Linked DNA regions of Zea mays: region 1 is linked to region 2. Evidence: chromatin contacts called from public Hi-C data. All regions are on one chromosome and are shown on one strand. The core of a region is the stretch at or near the end of the contact, and the rest is flanking DNA. Distances in the headings are between cores, read along the strand shown.

Region 1 (5,354 bases), core at 347-2,846, 290 kb after region 2:
GAGCACAACACGATTAGCGACGACCCATTTAGCCTGTTGATTGGCCCGTTCGGCCCAGAAAGCCCAGCACGACCCGACCCGGTCCATTTACGGCCCGACTACCACTACCAGGCAGCCCAATATAATTAACTCGGCAAGTCGGCAGCGTGGAGCGCGCCAGCGCCCAAACGGCCCAGTCTTCCGCAGTCCGACCGTACGCAGGCCGCAGCAGTGCACAGAGCTAACCGCCTAACCCTAAATCCCTAACACATATTAACCGGCGGCCGGCACACAGCACTCCGCAGACCGCAGCGCAGTACGCACGACCGCAGCTCGCAGCGCAGTTGGCCGAAAACCTAACCCTAAGCCGCCAGCCGCCACTTCGCCAGCCGCCGGCTTCCCTCGCTACCTGCCCACCTCGCCAGCCGCCCGCTTCCCTCGCCACCTCGCCAGCCGCCCACTTCGCCAGCCAACAGCCGCCGCGCCCACTCGCCAGGCTCCAGTGCTCCACGCCCACGCGGCCATGCGGCGCAGCAATGCCCACGCCCCATCGGCCCACCGCAGTACCGCACGCGTGCGGCGTGCCGTCCAACGGCCACCGCAGTCCGCCAAGGCGCCAAGCGCCAGCCGCCCATAAGCCCTCTAATGGAGACTCGTGAGGAGGTGCTCGGATCTCTTCCACCGTGCCAAGCATCGAGTGCTCAGCAGAGGGAGCGGGTTCGGCGCTCGCTCGTCTCTCCCGCGGCACTACGTCCTGTTCCTGCTCCCGCCTCCTTTACTGCAGCAACGCCGCCATCGACTAATTCCCCTTCATATGGCACTATGGCTGATTGAATGCTTATGTTTATTGTGTACTTGTATGGCACTATGGTTGATTGTATGCTTATGTTTATTGTATGCTTATGTTTCTTTATAAAGCACTATGCCTGATGATTGTATACTTGTATTTGTATGGCACTATGGCTGTGTTGAGAACAAATTAGTGTATTGTATGGTTGTATATTGTATTCTTGATTGTCGAACCTGTGTATTACATACATATTTGCTATTTGCATGGATGTTTGAGATGTGGGTATAGGGCCAGCACGACACGAAAGCCCAGCACGACACTATGGCCCGACACAGCCCGATTAAAGCCAATAGTGCCGGGCTTGGGCTGCGGCGTAGGCCTAAGTGACGGCACGGCACGGTCCGACAATTAATAGTGCCGTGACTCGGCCCATCTAATTTGGCTTGGCCCATGACGGGTTCGGGCCGTGCTGGCCCGGCACAGCCCATTGGCCACGTATACCTGCGCCTCCGTCCTTTCCCTCTCTTACCCCCGGACCCGCGCCCGCGCCAAGCAAGAGGAAATTTGCTATTTTGTCACTCTCAGTTGTGAACTTCTCTATTTTAGACTCAGGCCTACAAATCATAGACACAGATGGTCCCACAAGTCATAAACAGAGGGTCACATAATAACATTTAGCCCACGTTAAAAATACTAAAATAGCAAATTTTTCCCAAGCCAGCGCCACGGCATGCCGCTGGCTCCTCTGTCGCTGGACCCCCCTCCCTTCCGTCTCATCCGCCTCCGCCCGCCGGCATATAAACCAAAACCCTAAAACCCATCTCCTCCTCTCTTTTCCCCTCCCTTTTCCAGCACGGGGAGCGACCTGCGCCGCCGCCACGATGCCGAAGCACTACCGCCCTGCGGTAATCGTCTCATCTCCCTGGTTCTCCCTGCCTCTCAAAGGACCTTTCCTTTGTGTTGTGCCGTGGTCTCTGACGTGCTGTTCTTACTATGTCTTAGGGTAAGAAGAAGGAAGGGAATGCGGCAAAGTACATCACGAGGACCAAGGCGGTCAACTACCTGCAAGTTAGCCTCGCAATCTTTAGGTTCGTCACTATCTCCCGATTAATACTCTATATTGCCGGCGAGCCGTCATCTAGACGGCGTACTATGTTGAATAAGCTCGTGGGATGCTGATGCTTAACCATATATGCTGTAATTGGGAAATTTAGTCATTTTTGCAGTTACTTTGTCCATTGAGCTTAATTACTACTATTTGTTATGCCCTTCATGTAGCCACTGTCTTAGTACGTGGCTGGTGTGCCACATATATTACTTAAGATGGTACTCCCTCCGTTCTGTTTTATTTGTCGTGTTTTAGTTCAAAAATGAACTAGCCGGCGACAAATATTCAAGAACGGAGGTAGTAGTTTGAATCCTTGAACTCATTTTTTGTTGACATTTTCCTATTTATCGCAGGAAGCTATGCATTCTAAAGGGTGTCTTTCCACGTCAGCCAAAGAAGAAGGTGGAAGGGAACCACAAGACCTACTACCACACAAAGGATATTGCATTCCTCGCTCATGACCCTTTGATCGAGAAGTTCAGGTAACTTTTCATACCAAATATTTGTGCCACTATAGCGATCACTACAACCGCTATTTAGTACCTTGTTTTTTTAACAATAGGCTGAACTTAACCAACTTTGACTAAACGATTATTCGTTTTTTACCAAAAAAAACTAGAAAAATGATAAACAATATTCACTTGCAACTAAAGAAAGATGAGTCAAGATGTAACGGTCATTTTTTTCTAGGATGGTAACAGCATTTTTAATGAACTAATCTTTTAAAGGGCTGAACAGCTGATCTGAACATCCACTTATTCATGCTAGTTAACCTGAACCTTAATTTGTTTGGTTTTATGAATCAAGAGCACCTTATTTTGTGTATTAGTCTATCTCCCTTTTCAGCCATGTCGGGTGAAAATTTATATTTTCAATTGAAAGAATGAAACAAACATAGCGTGGGCAACAAAGGCCATTAGCTGTGCATCGTGTACGCTTGCCCATAATGCTACAATTTTGGAATTTTTGTAATGTCCTATAATTTTTTAAAAAACTATTCTGGATGATGACTTTGGAAATGCTGATTTTAGATTAAACTTCTGTATGATGAAGTGTATAACATATGTAATTTCACTAGCGTAACGATTACATCATATCAAAATCCACAAAAGAAGCTTTAGAAGCACGCTGTTTGTTTCAGCTTCTGCTTCTTACTGGCCCTAAGAGTGGTAGCCTCTTGCCATCTTCGTTCCTTGTTTTTGGTGATAAATATCTTACTGCCTTTTCGTTAGATGAACTACTGGTGTCTTAGTTACTCGGCTGTTTATGATATAAATCTTGGTATAGGTGCTCTATGTGATTAGCAGTGTTGCAAAACTTTATAATTTTACTACTGCTGCCATACTGTATTTTGTTTTCTCTAGGAGCGATTAGAGTATATGAACAAGATCATGCTAAGGACCAGCCAAAATCTAGAAGCTGAAACAAAACAGCCTAGCTCTAAAGCTGGCATTTGAAAAGCTGGCTTCGGAGAAAATGAACTAAAAGCTGAAAAGCATGCTTTGAGGAGTTTTTCTAGTTTTTGGTGTGCTGAGAAGCTAAAAAATTATAACAAAAGTTAATAGCAAAAAGACAACAGACAGAAGCCTTAATGGTATTCGTATTTTATTTGTTTTCAGGGAGATTAAGGTCCATCGAAGGAAGGTTAAAAAGGCTGTTGCTAAGAAAAACAGGGATCTTGCAGACAGGCTGTTGAATCGGCCACCAACTTACAAGCTTGATAGGCTTGTCCTTGAAAGGTATCAAGTATACATGAGTTCATCAAATACTCTCTCTATGTCGCATTAACTGTTCTTTTTTTATCAAACAGGTATCCAACATTCGTTGATGCTCTTCGTGACTTGGATGACTGCCTTACAATGGTGCATCTGTTTGCGGCATTACCTGCTGTTGACGGTGAACGTGTTGAGGTCAAACGAATCCATAACTGCCGCAGGTATGCTTTGTTTAAAATTACCATGTTCTTTCCAAGTGTACTAGGTGATTGTGCTCTGAATACCTATTTTTATTGTCACTATGTGTACAGCTATATCTTGCCTGGAATTTTGGCTTATCACAAAAATTGTATAGGTTTATCAAATATCCTACATGGTAACCTTCAAACTTGCATGTAATCTGTGGACTGCACTTTGTGGTCCTCACAGAGTCACATCCAAAGTAAAATCACAATTCTATAAATCTAAAAGCACGTCCTTTCATTATTTCTTTTTATAGCGGATATTTATTATTTTCTTATCATATGATGAAGTCATTTCAAAACTTATGTGCTTTGAAATGTTTTGCTTGTAGGTTAAGCCATGAATGGCAAGCATACATATCCCGAACCCATTCTCTGAGGAAGACATTTATTTCCGTGAAGGGCATATATTATCAGGTAATTATATATATCCCATTATTCTTTTATCTGTACATGATGTCCAAAATTCATGATTATGCCATGTAATGCAGGCTGAAGTTCAAGGACAAAAGATCACCTGGCTAACTCCGCATGCTCTTCAGCAAGTATTAACTGATGATGTTGATTTCAATGTGATGCTTTCTTTTCTAGAATTCTATGAGGTAAACAAATATGGACCACTCTTTAGTTCTTGTGTGTTTCATGTTTGTGCAACTGTCAGTAAATTTCAGGCCAAGACTTAATGATATGGCAATATATTTTTATCTAATTTTAAATTAGTGGTTATTTGTTTTGTTTTTCATCAAAGATGAGCTTGTTATAGACAAAAACTTGCTGTGGTTTTCCTTGGTGCATAAGCATTCTTTAGTCCTTTTAACCCCTAATCATGGAATGTCAATTTGCAAAGGCTGAGAATCCTGTAGGCTCTTGATGAAGACACAATGTTTATATTGTAGTGCTTGCATTTCCATTGTAGGGTTGCTGATCAATTCATTGTCAATCAAGATACCATATTATGATGTCCAATAACTATTACAAACTATATACCGGTATTCCATGGGTTTTTGTTGTTATCGACATCTCCCTTTTCCATGAGCATAGTTTCAATAGTTGGCTATTGACACCATACATGTTGACGTTTTCATGAATGCTCCCCTAGAAGTTAGAAAGTTCAACAGTGCTATTTGTTGTGTTTTTTTCATCCTTTTGACTGAGTCTATTCTCTGTTGTGCTTGCAGACTCTTCTAGGATTTGTGAACTTCAAACTCTATCATTCAATAAATGTAAATTATCCTCCTATTCTGGATCCACGTCTGGAAGCTTTAGCTGCTGGTATGTTCTGGTGCTTTTTATTATTTAATCATCTTTGTCCTTTTTCTTGGATGTATATACACTGCCATATTATTTTTCTATGTTCTCTAATTTTATGATGACTTATTTTCTGATATCATGTTGCATGGTGCCAGAGCTCTATGCATTGTGCCGATACATGTCTGCTGGTTCCAGAAGAATGATTGGGAATTCACAAACTGACGAAGTAATGGAAGATAAGGATGAGAAAAGTAAAGCTGAGGAAGTAA
Region 2 (4,788 bases), core at 555-3,054:
ATAATTCTACAGAGAAAAGCAAAAGGTTGGATATTCGAGAAAGATAAATAATGCGGATGTTCTTGATGGAGCATCAAATTAGAAAACTCCTTACAATTAATGGCTCACACATTTTTATAACAGATGAACATATCATCTTTTGTGCAGTTTTATACGAAAAATGGCTAGATGGATAAATTATTTCCATTCTATGCAAATGACCGTTTCCCAAAATGGTATCAACAGTTCTAACTTTAATACATACGACATACCCCCTCCAGTCAAAAAATACTTAGTCACATTTGAGTAATGGTCTTTGATGTGTGTACCTTTGGCCTAATTACTTCTAGGTTTTTTATACGAATTGTATGTTTCCGAACTCAATAATTTGAAAGCTATTTATGTTTGTGTTTATATTAAGGTTTGACCAAATCTTGTCTTAAATGACATGTTCTTGTGACAGAAGGGTGTAGGTTAAAAAAACATACGTAATTCATAGCACCAAAAGAAGGTATAGCATAGCAGACAAACAACACCCGAATACAATGCACAAGGCCATTACATAACGAGCAGAACTCGATCAAGTGCTTTGGATAAAAGAATAAAGCCCTTATAACAGTTTCTCATGTAGGTACCAGTAACCACAAAGTTAAAAGTGTCATTTCACATAAACATAAAAAACTGTCAATTTAAGAGAAAACTTACAGAAGTTGCAAGGTGGCATGGAAAATCATACTCCCAATAGCAAGTATCATATTGGATATGTGCAGGACACTAAATCGTTTCTCAAAACCTTGGCAGAAAGCATTCACTAATCCAATAAGTGCCAAAAGAACGCATGGGACATTAGAGATGGTATTGTAGAATTCTGCGATATATGACGAGTGTGCATAATTCTCCTCGCACAACTCAGTCGTTGATGTCACAGGCCCCCAGAAGCTTGCTACCATTGAATCTGCCATTCTTAGCTCTTGATTTGCTACCCTAGCAACAGCTTATGTCACCAGAGTTAAAGGTCAATTTGGCTGGTGCTAAATCATGAGTGCGCCAAAGAAATAACCTGCAAGGATGATATGCAAATTTGTCATACTTCAGTTTAATCGTGCTAATCCAGCATACTATTAGTAGAGTTCCCTGTGATAATCAAAGAAATAGAAAGATAATTCAGAGCCAGGTCTTCTGGCAACACACCAAATTAAATACTGTCGCTGAAAGTGTCCCTTCAAAATAGGCAATCTAAAGTCAAACACTATCATAGAACACCTAAACAATTTCCTTAGCAAGAGATAGACAATCATACCTACCAATACTCAATAATTGACATGTGTAGAAGTAAACTCAGAGAAACACCTGCAAATATTCAATACTCATGTGCAAAACTAAACTCAGAGACAACTTTCATCGACACTCTAACATCGAATCTACCACATCACACAGGTCATATGAGAACTTCGAACCCTAATCTAGAGTATACCTCGATCCCAACCACATCCAAACCAAATTCCCCCGGCACACGCTCCACAACAAATATGGGATAACCGCAGCAGGCAGCGCAAGGGTGTGCACGGGTAAAGGACATGGGTGTACTACAATTGAAATTGTTTGTAGACAAACGAAAAATATTTTTGCAAAAAAACAAACGAAAAATAGTTTGTAGACACAATACATGTATACCACAAATTGAAATTGGATCAGATCCAGATACAAATAGCTGGTTTTTGGATGATCCGTTTCGCACAGCGTGAACGGAAGAAAAGGAGTGGGTGCTCCGGTGGCGAACGTCCCGAAGATGGAGATCACACCTTCCGTAAGCCGGCGGCAGCGGCCGCCCACTCGTCGGCAGGGGAACGGAGACCGTGAGAGGTATGCTGTGGGGCGGAATCAGATCTCTAACTTCCACCTCGATGACGCAACAGAGCAGTCAGCTAATCTACCCCATCCGCTGTTGATCCAACGATAGCTATGTCAAAGTGACGTGGGCTGCACAAAGTTTAAGGCCCATCACAGCCACAGGTCCTGCCGAGAGGCGAGAGCTTCCAGCTTCCCATGCCATTAGAAAGAGAATTTTGCAAACATGACACTGTCTACGGCGGGCTTCAAACTTTTGGCACCGCCGTCGTGGCAATTGAACGGGTGGCACTGAAATCTCCCTCCAATTGTAAATTTGGCATCGCGCGCGCTTAATGGTGTTTAGCCCTTGTGCAGTGCCCGTGCTACCCTCGCGCCGTTAGAAACTTGTCGCCGTCCGTTCTTCTACCGTCGCCCGTGAGTCTCTCGTATTCCATTCTCCCTGTCTCCTCTCCTCCTTATTCTCGCCCTGGCCGTCGTCTTCCTCGAGCTGCTCTGTTCGTCTCCGCGCACTGGGTGCATTCGAGCCATGTCCTCGTCCGGATCTCGCCCTTACCTGCCTCGCCGGTTCCTGCGCCCGTGCTCCATTGCCGACCTCCGACGCTGGTGAGCTTTCCTTGTTCTGTAACCCTAGGGTTTGCAGATTAGAAAGCCGGCATGGATTCTGCCGCCGAGCATTGTGCCCAGAAGTTGTCCTTGGCGGCTGTTGCAGCCCGTGACACACTGAAAGCTTCTGCTGCCGCGAGTATTGTTGCTGGTGATTATTGCGCCACATTTTCGTTAGGTAACGATGTGGTTTCTACTCTGGATGTTCTTGAATCCGCTGTAGCTGCGGAAAATAGTGCTTTGCGATCTTACAAACAGGCGACTGCAGCCGTCGATTGTGCTAAGGAGACAGTGGCCAAATATTCTGAGGTTTGTATTCTTAAACTTATGCCCTGTGATTGAAATGTGAAGTGAGGAAATGTGAAGTGAGGAAATGTGAAGTGAGGAAATTTGAAGTGAGGAAATGCTTAGCCCTGTGATGAAATCTTTGAAAATAGTCAACTGAATACTACACTTGTTGTTTTGATGCGATGAAATTTGTGAGGGCTATGGCTATTTGAGCCTGTTTGTTGCTGTTTCATTGAATAATTTGACCAGGGGCTTGTGCGTTGAGATTAACAGTTTGCTTAGCCCTGTGATGTTTTATTTGAAAACAGTGAACTGTATACTACACTTGTTCTTTTTATGTTAAGAAAATACTGAGGGCTATGGCTGTTTCAGCCTGTTTCATGCTGTTTAATTGAAGAAATTTACCTGATGCTTGTGTTAATGGAAGATGATCTACTTGATTAGCCCTGTGAGGTTTTCTTTGAAATTAGTAAACTGTATACTACACACTTGTTCTTTTTATTCTAAAAAATGACTGAGGGCTATGGCTGTGCCATGTTTGCAAAATTCTCCAGTTCAGTATTATTGATATGGCTGTTTTCAGCCTGTTTGCTGGTTTCCAAAGATGACCCTGAACCCTCAGCTCACTTTGGCAGTCTGACTGTTGTGGATGTTTTCAGCCTGTTTTTGCAGTTGAGTTCAAATTAGTAGTTGCCCTATGATGTTTACAACTGCCTAGTACATATGATGATTTTTAAAAAAAACTGAGGGCATATGCATGTGTCAGCCAGTTTGGTTCATTTCATGGTATGTGGTTCATTTCATGGTATGTGGTTCATTGTTCAGTTGTAGCACCAATGGCTGTCCATATTCTAATGTTAATTTTGTTTTCAGGTGAACCAAAAACTTGCGCAAGCACTCAGATATGCCATGTCTCAAATGAGTGATACGGCTAAGAAACTTCAAGAAACTGCCTCTTTGTGCTACACAGATGAAGATGTTGTAGACGGTTTCAAGCTGACTCAAGTAGCTCGTTCAATGGACGAGATAGCTGAAATGCTTGAAGTAACTGCAATTGACTGCCAGGTCTCGATGATGGATCCAACAAGTATGTTAGAAGCTGGCTATGCTAGTGAAGATACTGCGGTGTGGGAGGACGTATTCCGTGACCGAGAAATAATGAATCAACCATTAGAAGTCGAGACACTTGCTGAGCACTGTGCTAAGTGGGGGCTTAATTACAATGAGATCTGGGATAGATCAGTGTAACTTTGGCTTGTGTAGTTCTTTTGTAATGAGTTCACTAAGATGAACTAGATCAGTGTAGCAATGGCTATGGTATTGTAATGCGTGATTTCCAAATTGTAAGACATCTTGAACTACTTGTGGGTACTTATCTTCTATGAAATGAAATGAAGTACCTGTTATCTTCTATGAAATGAAATGACTAGTTCTGTTCTATTGTTTGATCTACTTTGAAGCAAGAGTGGTCATGTTAAACCATTATCTGTGACAGAAAAGCAAGCACTGGTGCTTGCAAGCATTGGTCCATGAGTGCTTGCTGCGCAGCTACTTGCCCATTTTCTGTTAACAGAACAACAAGCATTTTTTGTTGCTTGCTCCATGAGTGCAGTAATGAGTTCAAATACTAGCTGCTATTCTGTCTATTTGAACTCATTTTCTGTTGCTTGCTCCATTTGTAGCAGTATCAACAAAAGGCTGGAAACCCATGCGTGCTTGGTGCTTGCTGGTTGCCCAGAAAATGGGTTGCTGTTTGCCCAGGAAGTTGCCGAAAAGAATAGCAGCTAGTGTTTGCCCAGGAAGTTGCCGAAAAGAATAGCAGCTAGTATTTGCCGAAAAGCGAGGAATTTGCTGCTACCTCCATTTCTGCTTGCTGCTTGCCCAGGAATTTGCCCAGAAAACATTTGCTCACACAGTAATGAGTTCAAATAGACAGAAATACACAGAAATACACAGAAAAAAGAGGAAATGTTACTTAGGTGTGGTACATAGGTTCTGGGTCATACAAATGACACAGAAATACCGTAGGTTCAGGGTCATACAAATGTCACATAGGTAAGTTACAGA

What was found. Hi-C and Micro-C count contacts between places; a contact is called where the count stands out from the background.
Region 1: a Hi-C map of tassel shows a contact between it and region 2, with 2.2 times the contacts expected there. The contact joins the promoter of LOC100280505 here to the promoter of LOC100273412 in region 2. A contact is called at or near these places in 3 of 25 Hi-C or Micro-C datasets (ear, tassel and an unstated tissue).

Annotation. Positions count from the first base shown.
Region 1 is chr1:270,657,117-270,662,470 of Zm-B73-REFERENCE-NAM-5.0, forward strand. LOC100280505 reads left to right here and starts at 1,597. Exons shown (of 14, transcript NM_001153425.2): 1 at 1,597-1,674; 2 at 1,772-1,857; 3 at 2,231-2,359; 4 at 3,497-3,616; 5 at 3,688-3,813; 6 at 4,167-4,251; 7 at 4,326-4,436; 8 at 5,013-5,106; 9 at 5,241-5,354. The coding sequence starts at 1,651.
Region 2 is chr1:270,363,280-270,368,067 of Zm-B73-REFERENCE-NAM-5.0, forward strand. LOC100273412 (Alkaline phytoceramidase (aPHC)) reads right to left here and starts at 1,805. Exons shown (of 2, transcript NM_001147849.1): 1 at 685-1,805. The coding sequence starts at 941.